Linked DNA regions of Sus scrofa: region 2 is linked to region 1. Evidence: chromatin contacts called from public HiChIP or PLAC-seq data. All regions are on one chromosome and are shown on one strand. The core of a region is the stretch at or near the end of the contact, and the rest is flanking DNA. Distances in the headings are between cores, read along the strand shown.

Region 1 (6,384 bases), core at 749-3,248:
GAGAAAACTCTTCAAACGAATCTCCACTAGTGCAAATACCACCTCTACAAGAACAAAGAAGTCCAGGCCCTACTTTCTAATCTTATCACCTGTGGCTCTATGAGAAAGAATTAGCAAACACACTTGTGGGTACACACCAAGGTTAGCAACCTAATTTGCAAAGAGCCGGATGGGTAACCCCGCCTAAGTCCAGCAAACTGAAAGCAATACAGTCAGGCTATTGCAAGAAGAAGAAGACAGTCATTACAGGGTGTCCTCCAGGTCTCACGCACTCTACCAAGTGCTTCACCCACATCCTGCCTTAATCCTTCCCAAAGCCCTATCAGGTGGTGATATTGCCCCTACTGAACAGATAAAGAGTCTGAGAGGCCAATGAACTTCCCTGAAGCTATACTGTTAGTAAGCCGTGGACCAGGCAATTTTGCCTGAATATCAAACACATCCAAAGCATGAAAACAGATACACAACCACAATGCAATGCTGGCTCCAGAAGTTATTTTATGCAAAGCGTCTCATTGTCATAATAGTGCAATGCAAGAGACAGATATTTTCAAGGTTATCATTTTCATCATGTTCACTATCACCGTGAACAGCAGAAATTCACACGGCCCTGTGGATATGTGGCTTCCCTGCAGGACTAGCCACCTAATAGGTGGGGCCCGGTGTGAAATTAAAAGCCAAGGCCTCTGTTATTAAGAGTTTAAGGATGGTGATTGCAGAGCATGAAACCCAGGAAAAGCCCCTTCTGAGCCCAGGGCCCCAGGTGACTGCCCATCACACACCCATGAAACCAGCCCTGTTTCTCTTAAAGGAGGACTCAGAAATTCTTGTGGTAAAGAAATCACCCAGGGAACTTTTCAACTGATTTTCTTTCTTTCTTTCTTTCTTTTTTTTTTTTTCAGGGCTGAACCCACTGCACATGGACGTTCCCAGACTAGGGGTCGAATGAGAGCTGCAGCTGCTGGCCTACACCACAGCCACAGCCACACCAGATCCAAGCCTCATCGGCAACCTACACCATAGCCCACGGCATCACCGGATCCTTAACCCACTGAGCGAAGCCAGGGATCAAACCCGTGTCCTCATGGACATTAGTCGGGTTCATTACTACTGAGCCATGACAGGAACTCCTCGACGGCTTGCATTTATTTATTCCCTAAATACCCTGCAATTCTATGACACGAGAGACTCAAAGGTTAACCTAAAATGCCCCCGACTAGACACAAAAGTCACGGCTGCATGGAAGCATGATTTTCCTGCTCCTGGAAAACTCAGGAACCTTTCCCTGCCGTTGGCAGCTCAACAGTGAACAGAAACATCCTCTTTCAAGCAGCATATGGACACGTGGCTGAGTCCCCGACTCCTCCTCGGCCTCCTCCTGAGGGAGTGAGCCCGGTAACAAAAGCACAGCATTTTCATGCCTATTTTAATTTTGTTTCCTGCTTGCAACTGGGTTGGAACACAAGCTGGACTTTGGGGGGGCTGGTTAGTCATGTTGAAAAGAGGAGTATCTGTTTTCATGCTTCCATTCTTGCACTGTTTATTCTGGGGCCCTTCCAGCCCTTTCCAAATGTACTTTTCCAGCCCTCAAGTGTCTTTTTCCTCCCTCATTAAAGGTCTCCCTTCTTTCCCAGGGTTGCCCCTTCACTTTAAAAAGTCGGCCAAGAACCCAGACCCAACCAGGTTGGACATACCAAATCTTGTTCGAATCCCACGGATGACTCTCAGGAAGAAAGACCGGGAGGGTGAGGACCCAGGACCAGGGTGGTATTTGGTGGTGACAGCTGTCAACTGGCTCTCAACCTCAGGCCTGTCGTCCCAGGTGTGGCCTTGGGCTCCAGAGCCCCGGTCCCCTGGTTGTTTTAACAACTCCAGGTCACTTGGAATGTAAACAGTCAAAGCGGTTGGGTTTCTTTTCCCAAAGGGAGGTAACAGCTGGGGCTGGCCTGGGGATGCAGACAATTGCCCTCCAGCTCTCGATTCAGGGCAGCAGGAAAATCACCCTGGCCCTGCAGGTGGCCCATGGGAGGCTCCACAGCACCCCCTGCTGGACAAACTGTTGGGTCTGTCTGACCATTGAACAATTAATTACATGTGGATTGTGTGTGGAGATCTGGAGGTCACGTTCTTGGGGACTTACTGGGTGTCTTCAGAGGGAGAGAGAAAGCAAAGAAAGTAAAAACACAATCCACGGATGCTCCAACTAACAAAGAGTTCTAGACAGAGGAAATTAGAAAATATGGCATCTCTGCCCTGACTCTATTTTCACATTAAAAACAGCAGTTTGAATGCCCCAGTTCTGAATCTAGGAGGAATCTAGCATTTTCCATAAGGATGATGAGGGCACTTTCAGCTGAAGGTTTTCTCTCCTAAGGTTCAGAAAAGGGGTTCCAGAAACTGGCCCTTCATCCAATCATAGACTTCTTCCTAAATGGATCCACAAAAGAGGAAGATGCAAAATCAAAAAAAAAAAAAAAAAAAAAAAAAAGAATTCTTCCTAAGAGTCAAGGAAGAACATGCCACGCAGAGTCTTTATCCTCTTATCCCACCAGGACACAACAAGGACCCCTCCATATAGCCCGCTCCCAGAAACCTCCAGAAAACTCCACTTCAGGAAATACAGACATATCACACATTCTCATTTATATTGCCAGAAAATATACATACCAATGCCAAGTCATATTAAGACCCCTGGCTCTTTATTTTTCCCCTACCCCGACCACGATAGGAAGCCAGAGAAGAGAACTCTATTGGGAATGATTAACTACATTCAGAATCTCTGCAAACATTAAAAAGCATCAATTTACACCAATGTTGTCAGCTTCTGGTAACTTTTCCTACATCAGTTTCACAAGCAGTTGTACGTTGAGCCTTGGATTTATTCACTTATGTAATTTAAACATCATCTTTGACCCCCATCCTTCTTTGTGTCTGAATACCAAGTGCCTGCTAGCTTCTCCTTGTTTTCCTTCACAAGGAACAAGGAAAAGGACTAGAGAGACATCACGCTGAGAGGAAGCAGGTGGTTTGGGGGGGAAATGCAGGAAGAGGTGGCGAGTGGGCTCAAAAAAAGTCTTACCTGATTACCTTTGATTGCATTTTTTTGTTGTTGTTGTCTTTTTAGGGCCGCACCCAAGGCATATGGAGGCTCCCAGGCCAGGGGCTGAATCACCAGCCACCAGCCTACACCACAGCCACAGCAATGCAGGATCCGAGCCGCCTCTGCGACCTACACCACAGCTCACAGCAACACTGGATCCTTTACCCACTGAGCGAGGCTGGGATCAAACCGGCATCCTCACGGATACGAGTCGGGTTCATGAACCACTGAGCCACATGACTGCATTTTAAAATAACAGCAGCTATAAGAGTTTGTAACCTCTTCCAGACACCAGCATGGGACCATGACTGACTGTGACAAATACATTTTTGGCTTCCCAAGATGAGCTGCTGCCCAATTAATTATTCTTACAACCTACTTGAACCCTATCAGCCCTTTGCAGTTAAAAGGCTGGTTATTGACGGCTAGGCAGGAAAGTTCAGCTGAACTTTAAAGGAGGACTTGTTCCAGCAAGTGAAAGAACGTTTTTTTTTTTTTTTTTCAACTTTGGTCCAGCTGCCCCCTTAAAGCCATCCCCCTGTGCCCTCTATGTCCTTGCATGTCTCTTTCCCAAAGTAGACAATTCGATTATACCAACATACATCGCAATAATGATAAGTTGGGGCACAAAGAAATGTAGTCCTGATCCTCAGAGAGATACCAGGATCGTGAGCAGACAGACAAGAAAATATTTAGCCTGCTCTGTCACAATTAAATGCTGTAATAAGTGTGATGGGGACAAGCTTCCTGGAAAGGAACCAGCTCAAATGTCACCTTTTTTGAGATGTCTTCTCTGCATCCCCAGGCTGAGCTGGACTGACTATTCAATCAACAGATGCTGATTGAGTTCAAGCTAAGAACTGAAGGATGCACCAGGATAAGAGGATGCCAGTCAAGCAAATGGCAGTAGGTGGAGGGTAGGAAGTGGTCCAGACAAAGAGGGTGGGCACTAAGGTGGGCCAGACCCTGGGATATTTGAAGACTAAAAGGTAAGAGGCTTCGAAGAAGCCTCCACTGGGGCAATGACATTTGTCTGGGCTCATGTGATGGCCACAGCAACGGACAGAAAAGGTACATTCAGTACATTTTGCAATAGAAGAGAGAAAGCTTGTAGGTTGGGACTGATGGAAGAGAAAAAAAATCTGGGGTAATATCTACATTTCTGGCTTTGAATCTCTAGAGAAACGTGCGAAGTAGGGATGAGGCTGTGGGGGAAAAAAATCAAGAGTTCCACTGTATCATGGTCATTTTGAGATGTCTGTGCATTGCACAAATGGAGATGTGCAATAGGTGGTAGGTTATATGAATCTGGAGCTTTGAGAAAAGGTCTGAAATAGGAATGCACATTTGCGAGTTACCACGATACATGCAGGATGCAAACGCCCAAGGAGTGTCCTAAGAAAAGGCAGAGCCAGAAGAGTTCGGACCAAGAATGAGACCCCGGAAGTGTCACGAGCTATACATACAAGAGCACAAATGAAGGATTTGGGAGAGAGAGAGAGAAGAAATCCATCTAGGGAGACTTAGGCTGATGGAAAGAATAAATTGAAACAACTGCCACTAAAATATAACCAACTCCAGGTAGCTGCCTCCTCTGTCACTCAAAGGATCACCAGAGTTGACCGCATGGGTCTAGCAGTCCAGGAAGGAGAGCTTTTCCTCTCCTCTGTTCTGAGTTGGCCTTCTCTGTGCTGTGAGGTCAGTCAAACAGGAAGACTGCAGGAAGATTTGGCCAAGCACTCCCAGAGCTGCCCCGTCCTCCTCTGCAGGAACCTCCCAAAAGCAAACGATCAGTTACCCTCTGGCTCTAATTCTTTCCTCCCTCAGCTTCTTCCACAAAGAGTACTCATGCCCTTAGCATCACTAAGCAAACCTTTCCCTTGATATATTTTCTTTTCTTTTTTTTGCAGCCGCATCTGCAGCATATGGAAGTGCCCAGGCCCCGGATCAAATCTGAGCCTCAGCTGCAACCTATGCCACAGCAGCAGGAATGCCAGATCCTTAACCCACTGTGGCCATGGATCAAATCAGTGCCTCTATAAAGACAAGCCTGATCATTAACCCACTGAGCCACAGTGGGAGCTCCAAAACCTTTCCCTTAGCATATGAACATGCTTACCTCACACCCACTCGGAAACTAAAAAGAGTAAGCCAAAGTGTAATCCTGCTCTCCCATCCTTCCCTTGATCACCGCTCTAGAAAAAAAAAAGTGCTTTTATTTTTTCTCCAGCCATTCTCAGCCCACACCAACATGGCGACAACAGCTATCACATTGCTCTTAACTCTGGTCAGTGATGGCCTTGAAATTGGTTGATCCAAGGATGCCTTTTCAGTACTCACATTATTTGATGTCTCTGCAGCAGGTAGCAGCATCAGGCACCCCAAGAGCCCCTGCTCTCCCCTGACTCCCCTCCTCACTTCTCAGCATCCTATGTACCCTTAATCACCTCTGTCCTGTAGACATAAGAGCACCCTAGGATTCTTCCCTCAGCCCATCTTTCTTTGGGCTTTATGCTCTGTCTGAGTGAGTTCATTTATTTCTAGGATCAAAAATGTCACTCCTTAAGGCCCCAGATTCTCATGCACCCAACGTCTCAGGGAGCATTTCCACCCGGTGTCCCACAGAAATAGTCTCTCCCAGTGTCTGAACTAATTTCATGACCTTCTCCTTCAAACTCGCCCTCTCTCTCTTGAACTCTCTTTCTGTACTCTCCCTGCCCCTCACCTCCATCAGTGTAAGCCAGAAGCCCAAGAGAGGGCTATATGCCTCCCTCCCCGCTCACCCACCACGTGTGCTTGGTCTCCGAGTCCTTCTAAGTATCTTAGGAATCTGGTAATACACAGGCATCCCCATATCCTAATATAGATCATATCTCCCACCTGAACCATTGCCATCACCTTCTAACTGGTCTCAGTCATCAGGCCAGATGAGGGGGTGCTTCGTCCCCCTCTTTAATTCATATCTCACCCCTACCATTGTTATAATAATCATAGTCACAAAGACTTGGAGATAACCTAAATGTCTACCAATCAGGGGCTGTTTAAATCAATTATTACATAACCATACAGTGGACCATGATATATATATATATGAGATATATGTATCTCATATAATATAAATGATATATATATGTGCATATATACCTAGAGGTATCAAATGAAAAGGAAGTTGTAGAGGAGCTCCTGCCATGACGCAGTGGGTTAAGAATCCGACTGCAGTGGTGCAGGTCCCTGTGGAGGTTTGGGTTGGATCCCCAACCTGGTGCAGTGTTAAAGGAGCTGGC
Region 2 (6,469 bases), core at 1,025-3,524, 420 kb before region 1:
GAACAACCAAAAAATCCTGTGTCTTTCTGCGGAAGTGTATGGAACATGAGTTTTTCTCCTAATTTTTAGAGCTTTCTATGTCCACCTCCTTCTTCAAGGTTAGACTGATTAATCATTTAATGGACAGACATCATTAAAATCATTCTCTAAATTACAGACACTAAATTATGACTCTTACCGAACAGTAATTAACATTTCTGCTTTATGAGGTTTTATAACTGAAATCAACAGTAAAAGTTTACTGTGAACCCATAGACGTGTAGCCAAAATTGATTTTTCTACTTGTTTATGACTAATGACTCCTTACTTTTAAGGATGAACCTAAGCTGTCATTTCTTGATAAAACAGTAATAGTTATACTGATAGTGAAATGAAATGTGTCTTTTTAGTGTGACCAACCTTTTTTCAAGTTCATGTATTTAGGCATTATTTTAGATTTTCTAGTCTCCTCAAGTTTTCATTGTTTTGTTGTTGTTTATTTTTAACCAATCGCTGAGAGGTACACTAGGAATCCCTGTATAAGGAGATCAATGTATTTTGGATATGCCATTCTGATGTTCAACTTTAATTCAATTTAAAACTCAAATTAATAATAGATTTTGTTAGATGTAGTTAATTACCTTATATGATGAAAGGGAATTAGTAATGTTAGGTTGTAAGAGCTCTTAAAAGATAAATACTTTTTGTTGAGAGCATTTTTCTGAATCAGTAAAAGGCCTTATTTTACTCATTGCTTACACTTTTATCTCTGTGGCCGTGAATTGTATTGGCAGTCACTTACTTCACATGTAAATGTTATCACAGTTAACTGGAAAAATGCTTATAAATATCATAAGTAAATTAAAAATGAATTTCCAAACAGAAGTAAGGTTGTTTTCAAAAGCCTTAACAGAAGAGCCCTCCCTTAGACATTTAGTCTTTCTTTCTTTCTTTTTGAGATTTTAATTTTTTATTCTTTTTTTATAAAAATATAGTTGATTTACAATGTTTTGTCAGTTTCAGAGATATGCTCATTTAATTCTATACTAGCCTGTTCTTATGAGAAAAAATTACTCAACTCTGCCTTAGTTTATGTTTAATCTGCACACTTTGTGCATAGCTATTAGGAAGATAGCAGCAAATACGCAGGGTTTGGAGTTGGCCATACCTGGGTCTGTCCCAGCCCTGGCAGCTGGCAGCTGCCTGCCTCTCCAGCTTCATCTTTCAAACCCCTCCTCTGTGTTCACTGCACTCCTTCCACTCTGGCCTTCCTTCTGTTTTTAGAAGCCCTGATTTCCCTGCCTTTACACTTGTTATTCTCTACCTAGATACATGCTTTTCCCAACTCTTCTTGAGACTTGCGCCTTCAAGTCATTCCATAGAAGTATTCATTCTTAAGGCCTTCCCTCTCACCCACTACTCTCAATTTCAGTCTCATTCCTCTGCTTTGTTTTCTTCATAGCACATCACTATCGATTTGTTGACTTGATTAATATATGACTCCTATAGAATAACACTCCTTAATAGGAAGTGTTTTGCTTAACATTAGATCTACAACACTGGAATAGAGTGGGTGCTTGAGAAACCGACTTAGAAATGGAATTGAACCCTTTTGAGCCTCCTTCCTCATTTATACATTGGGAGTAATAAAACCTCCCTCACATGGCTTGTGTGAGATTACATCATTAACATAACCACCATACAGACACAAGAGGATCATTTTAACACTTTCATTCCTTGGTTCAGCACTTAGGGATTGAGGATGATGCAACATTTAAGATTTTTTTTTTTTTTTGTCAGCGTGACCTCTTACCTTAAATGTCAACTCTTTAATTTTGAAATGAGTAAGTTAGTTGCACTTAATGTTAGTTTATGCATTCCTTTCTGGATCTGACATAAAAAGCATGGACCCTCCTTCCTCAAAAATGTACCAGTACATATTGGGAAATCTCTCTAATGATACACACCCCTCCCCAGGCTAGAGCATTTCTGCCTGTGTCAGTTTTCTATTGCTGCATGACAAATTGCAACAAACTTACTAACTTCAAACAACACCCATTTATTATCTAATAGTTAATGGTGCTCTAGGTCAGAAGTCCTGGCCCAGCCTGGCTAGGTATTCTCCAGCTCTTGGTCTCACAAGGCTGAAATCAAGGTGTGGGCCAGAAGGTGAGACTCTTCCAGGCTCACATGGTTGTTGGCAGAATTCACTTCCTAGGACTGTGGCCCCTGTTTTCTCGCTAGCCGTAACCCAGGCATTATTCTCATCTCCTAAAGGCTGTCTTCAGGCCTTTGCCATTGCATCATCTCCATAGGCAGTTCATAAATAAACGCCTGTTTGCTTCTTCAATACAAGCAGGAGAATCTTTCTCCCTTCAAATTTCTTCTTTTTGGAGTTCTCGCTGTGGTGCCATGGGATCAGTAGTGTTTCTGAAGCGCTGGGATGCAGCTTCAGTCCCTGGCCCAGTTCAGGGGGTTAAGGATCCAGTGTTGCCACACCTGTAGTGTAGGTCATAGCCGTGGCTTGAATCTGATCCCCGGCGTGGGAGCTGCATTTGCCAAACAGCAGCCAAAAAAGGAAGAAGGGGAAAAAAGGCTTTCAAAATTTCTTCTTTCAGGACTTCCTGAAAGTTAAAGTGCTTATGTGATACGTTTGGCCCTTCCAGGATAGTTTGCCTTTTGATTAACTCACTGTCAACTGATTTTGGACCTTAATTATTCCTACAAAAATCCATCACCTTTGCCATGGGAGTGACTTCCAGCATATTCACAGGCCTACCCACACTCAGGGGATTATATGGAGTGTGTACACCAGGAACAGAAATACTGGGCCACCTTAGAATTCTGCCTACCGTGTGATAATACCAAATCATTAACTGTGTTTAAGAAATTTTAAAGATATAATTTGCCTTTAGATTTGTGTCACCCTGAAGTTGTTTTTAGATAATGTTAAACTTTTTTTATTAAAAAATTTAGATATATTTTAATGTAAAACATTTTTAAAGTATTTTTGAATTGTCGATTAAAATTTTCAAAAAAAAAAGCTGTTTTGTTTCAGAAAACACATGACCTTATACCCACTGTAATCTAGAATGGATTGAGAACTGGACATAGTAGTCTAATTATATCTTTTTAATGACCAAAATCACTTTTGTTTTACAGAGTTACGCAAAGGCAAGTCTGTTACTGGTTTAGTTATTTTTCATTCTAAATGATGCTGTGGGTTCTGTTTACTGCATTAGATTGTGGTGATAGCATTTAAGCAGAATTTTAAATGGCATAATTTCCTGGCCATATGCAAGCTAATTTGCACTAGAATAAACAATGATTTAGTAAATATCCTAATGAAAGTCATAGGTGCAGTAATCCTACTTTCTGAATGCTATGTGGAAATTACTTCACGAGTACAAAGAATGAGGATATAATTTAATTTATGAATTGCTCGTCTACCAAAAGACACCCCCTCAGAATAAAAGACTGATTTTCCTTTAAAAAATACCTGTCTACACCCAATACTTTGATAAAATTCTGTTTGTTCTTTGGTTTTTGAAATGTGCAAATTCTGTAGCCGTTGGACAATGTAAACCAGTAGAACAGGTGAGAGACAAGATTTTCTTGTGTAGCTCAAATAATCCGTTTGGCTTTATAGTTTGAACATCTATATGTTTCTTTATATTCTCTGCACATCTGGCCTCCACTTTCTGAAAGTTCTCCTGCATATTCTTGGTTTCTAATCATGGTTCTCTGATTCCCTTCTTATCTCCAGGGATGCTCTCAAACTGGTCCAGTTGAAAGAAATGGGCAAGATTACTGAATCCAGACCCAGCCCAGCCCTGCCAACTACTCCCACAGCACCTTTGCCCCCACAGGCCACAGCCACGCCATCCTATCCCCGGCCAATGATCCCTCCAGTCTCAATTCCTGGACAACCTAATGTAGCGGTAATGTCATCTGAGTGGATTGCTATTTTTCAGATTTAAGTGAAAGGGAAAATGAGAACTGTTACTGTATGTTTTACAAGTACTTCTGCCAGTCTGTTTTAATAGTAGCTGTAAGTGATAAAGACAAAAATACTCTAAATGTTTTGTTTTGCACATTTCTATGAACCAAGTTTGTTTGTAAAGTGCTGACTTCCAAATAGAATTATGATTCATTTTAAATTTGCTGCAAGTTCTACAACTTCAGTGCCATGTGTATGCTCTATAATCATGATAACTTTTCCTGTCCTTTTTTTCTTGGGTGTGATGCTAGTAATTGGTAGTTGATGCCAGCTCTGTTTTGTACATAGGGTTTTGCTTTGTTTTGTTTGACTAAGGGAATTGATAGTCTTACTGTGAAGCTCATCATTCTTTCCTTCTTGGATACATGCGGTGTAATAGCCCCTTTTTTGTTTTCAAATTACTCCATTTTTCCTGACTCCCTTTCTTAGTACCTTTTATGTCATTTGCTTCCCATCAGAAGACATGCAGGATAATCAGGTTTGTTTAAAATGGGATGGCACTTTAAAAAAATAAATAAGTAAACCTACACTGCTTTTTCTGATGGAGAAATATATTCCAATATAATATTTTTAAAAAAATTAAAAACAGTCCAAGGTTCATGAAAAAGATTTTTAAAATGCACATTAATGATTCATGACTACACACTCAAAAGTTCATGAGTAATCAAATCTTATTTTTAAAAAGAAGTTATTCAAATTCAGCAGATAAACCTTACATTCAGATTCTTACAGTATGTAGGTATCATTTATTGTATTTGATCAAGCACTTTGCTAACATGTTTAATTCCTTGATAGACCATTTGTGAAAAAGAAGTCAGCCATACTTTTGGCTGTTTTATATTAAGTGATTGTAATCCAGTCCCAGAATGGAGTGAAGGACAAGGAAGGAAAGAGATGTAACTTAAAGTCCATCGTGTTTTCGTTAGAGGTTCAAACACGTAGCTTACAGGAAGATTTATTATCTCATTCATACTTTATATTGTGTTTCTTGAAAATAAGACATTCAGGTGATTTTTTTATTTTTAATTCCAAACCAAAATAGAAATGATTTGGCAGATTATCTGGTGTATTATATTATCTTTTTCTACTGTAGGCTATTTTTTTTTCTAAGAATTGCCTGTAGTTTTGTTGATTTAGTGATTGCTTTGAGTTTTATTAAGAAGCGATTTTGTACCAAAAGCTACTTAAAGGCTTATAGATGATACCTCAAATAAGCACACCCATGAGAGGAAATTATTTATGATTTGGTAGATTCCTTTTTTTTTTTTGTCTTTTTTGTCCTTTTGTCTTTTTAGGGCCACACCCAGGGCATGTGGAAGTTCCCAGGCTAGGGGTCTAATCGGAACTACAACTACCAGCCTACACCACAGCCACAGCAGTGCCAGATCTAAGCCGTGTCTTCGACCTATACTATAGCTCACGGCAATGCCAGATCCTTGATCTACTGAGCAAGGCCAGGGATCTAATCTGCAACCTCATGGTTCCTAGTCAGATTCGTTTACGTTGCGCCAAGGCAGGAACTCCCCTGATTTGATAGATTTCTTCCTGATGGTCTTAAACATAGTCATATGGATGTTCCATTCACAACTGTGAAAAGTACTTCTTTCTGCTTTTTTCTGCAGTCATATACTATAAACTTCTCAGATTTCTTATATTCCTTTTTGTGCTAAAAATTATTGGAGTTCCTGTTGTGGCTCGGTGGGTTGTGAACCCAAGTAGTATCCATGCGGATGTGGTTTTCATCCTTGGGCTCACTTAGTGGGTTAAGGATCTGGTATGGCTGCAGGCTGTGGTGTAACTTGCACATGCGGCTCAGATCAGGCATTGCTGTGGCTGTGGTGTAGGTCAGCAGCTGTAGCTCCGATTCAACCCCTAACCTTAGAACTTCCATGTTCTGCAGGTGCGGCTCTAAAAAGCAAAAAAAAAAAAAAAAAAAGTAATATTAATAATAATTTTACTATAGTCATCTTCATTTTCATAAGTTGAGTAATTAAAACTGGATTTCAGTTATGCAGTTTGTTTGCTTGTTTTTTCCAATTCCATTTATGGTTTAATAGATATGTTATGTTGCTCTTTGCAGGGTACATTCACTGAAATCCCTGCTAGCAATATTAGAAGAGTCATCGCCAAGAGATTAACTGAATCGAAAAGTACTATACCTCATGCCTATGCTACTGCTGACTGTGACCTTGGAGCTGTTTTAAAAGTTAGACAAAATCTGGCCAGAGGTTAGTAAAGTTGAATTTACTTAATGTAGTACACATGCTAAACGATTATGAAATCCTTTGTTTATAAAATACATACTGTGTAGCTTTTTAATTTCAGCTTCATCACGTGGGCATATTTTAATGCTAGGAAAGAATTGGTTCTGTTTTCCTACAGGTAATAAATTGGTTCCATAGTACTGAATAAATCATACTTTTTGGTATGATGTCTGAACAAGCAATTCTTAATATTTTAGAAGCTATAAAATCCAAAACTGATTTAAGA

Evidence for each region. HiChIP or PLAC-seq counts read pairs in DNA pulled down with a chosen protein or histone mark.
Region 2: an H3K27ac HiChIP or PLAC-seq map of alveolar macrophages shows a contact between it and region 1. The contact joins two enhancer-like sites. A contact is called at or near these places in 1 of 47 Hi-C or Micro-C datasets (liver) and 1 of 2 datasets of contacts at active chromatin or transcription factors (alveolar macrophages).

The regions. Positions count from the first base shown.
Region 1 is chr2:25,615,780-25,622,163 of Sscrofa11.1, reverse strand. All of the region lies in intron 1 of SLC1A2 (excitatory amino acid transporter 2), which reads right to left. Among named protein-coding and RNA genes, the nearest start is that of SLC1A2, 15 kb to the right of the region's middle. Within about 2 kb of position 1,998, at least 3 of the 83 cell types and tissues checked have an H3K27ac peak or open chromatin away from gene starts, as enhancers often do. A contact at or near this core is called in alveolar macrophages, where this site is marked.
Region 2 is chr2:26,038,901-26,045,369 of Sscrofa11.1, reverse strand. PDHX (pyruvate dehydrogenase protein X component, mitochondrial) reads left to right here. Exons shown (of 13, transcript XM_003122869.4): 8 at 3,746-3,920; 9 at 6,060-6,207. Among named protein-coding and RNA genes, the nearest start is that of MIR1343, 24 kb to the left of the region's middle. Within about 2 kb of position 2,274, at least 7 of the 83 cell types and tissues checked have an H3K27ac peak or open chromatin away from gene starts, as enhancers often do. A contact at or near this core is called in alveolar macrophages, where this site is marked.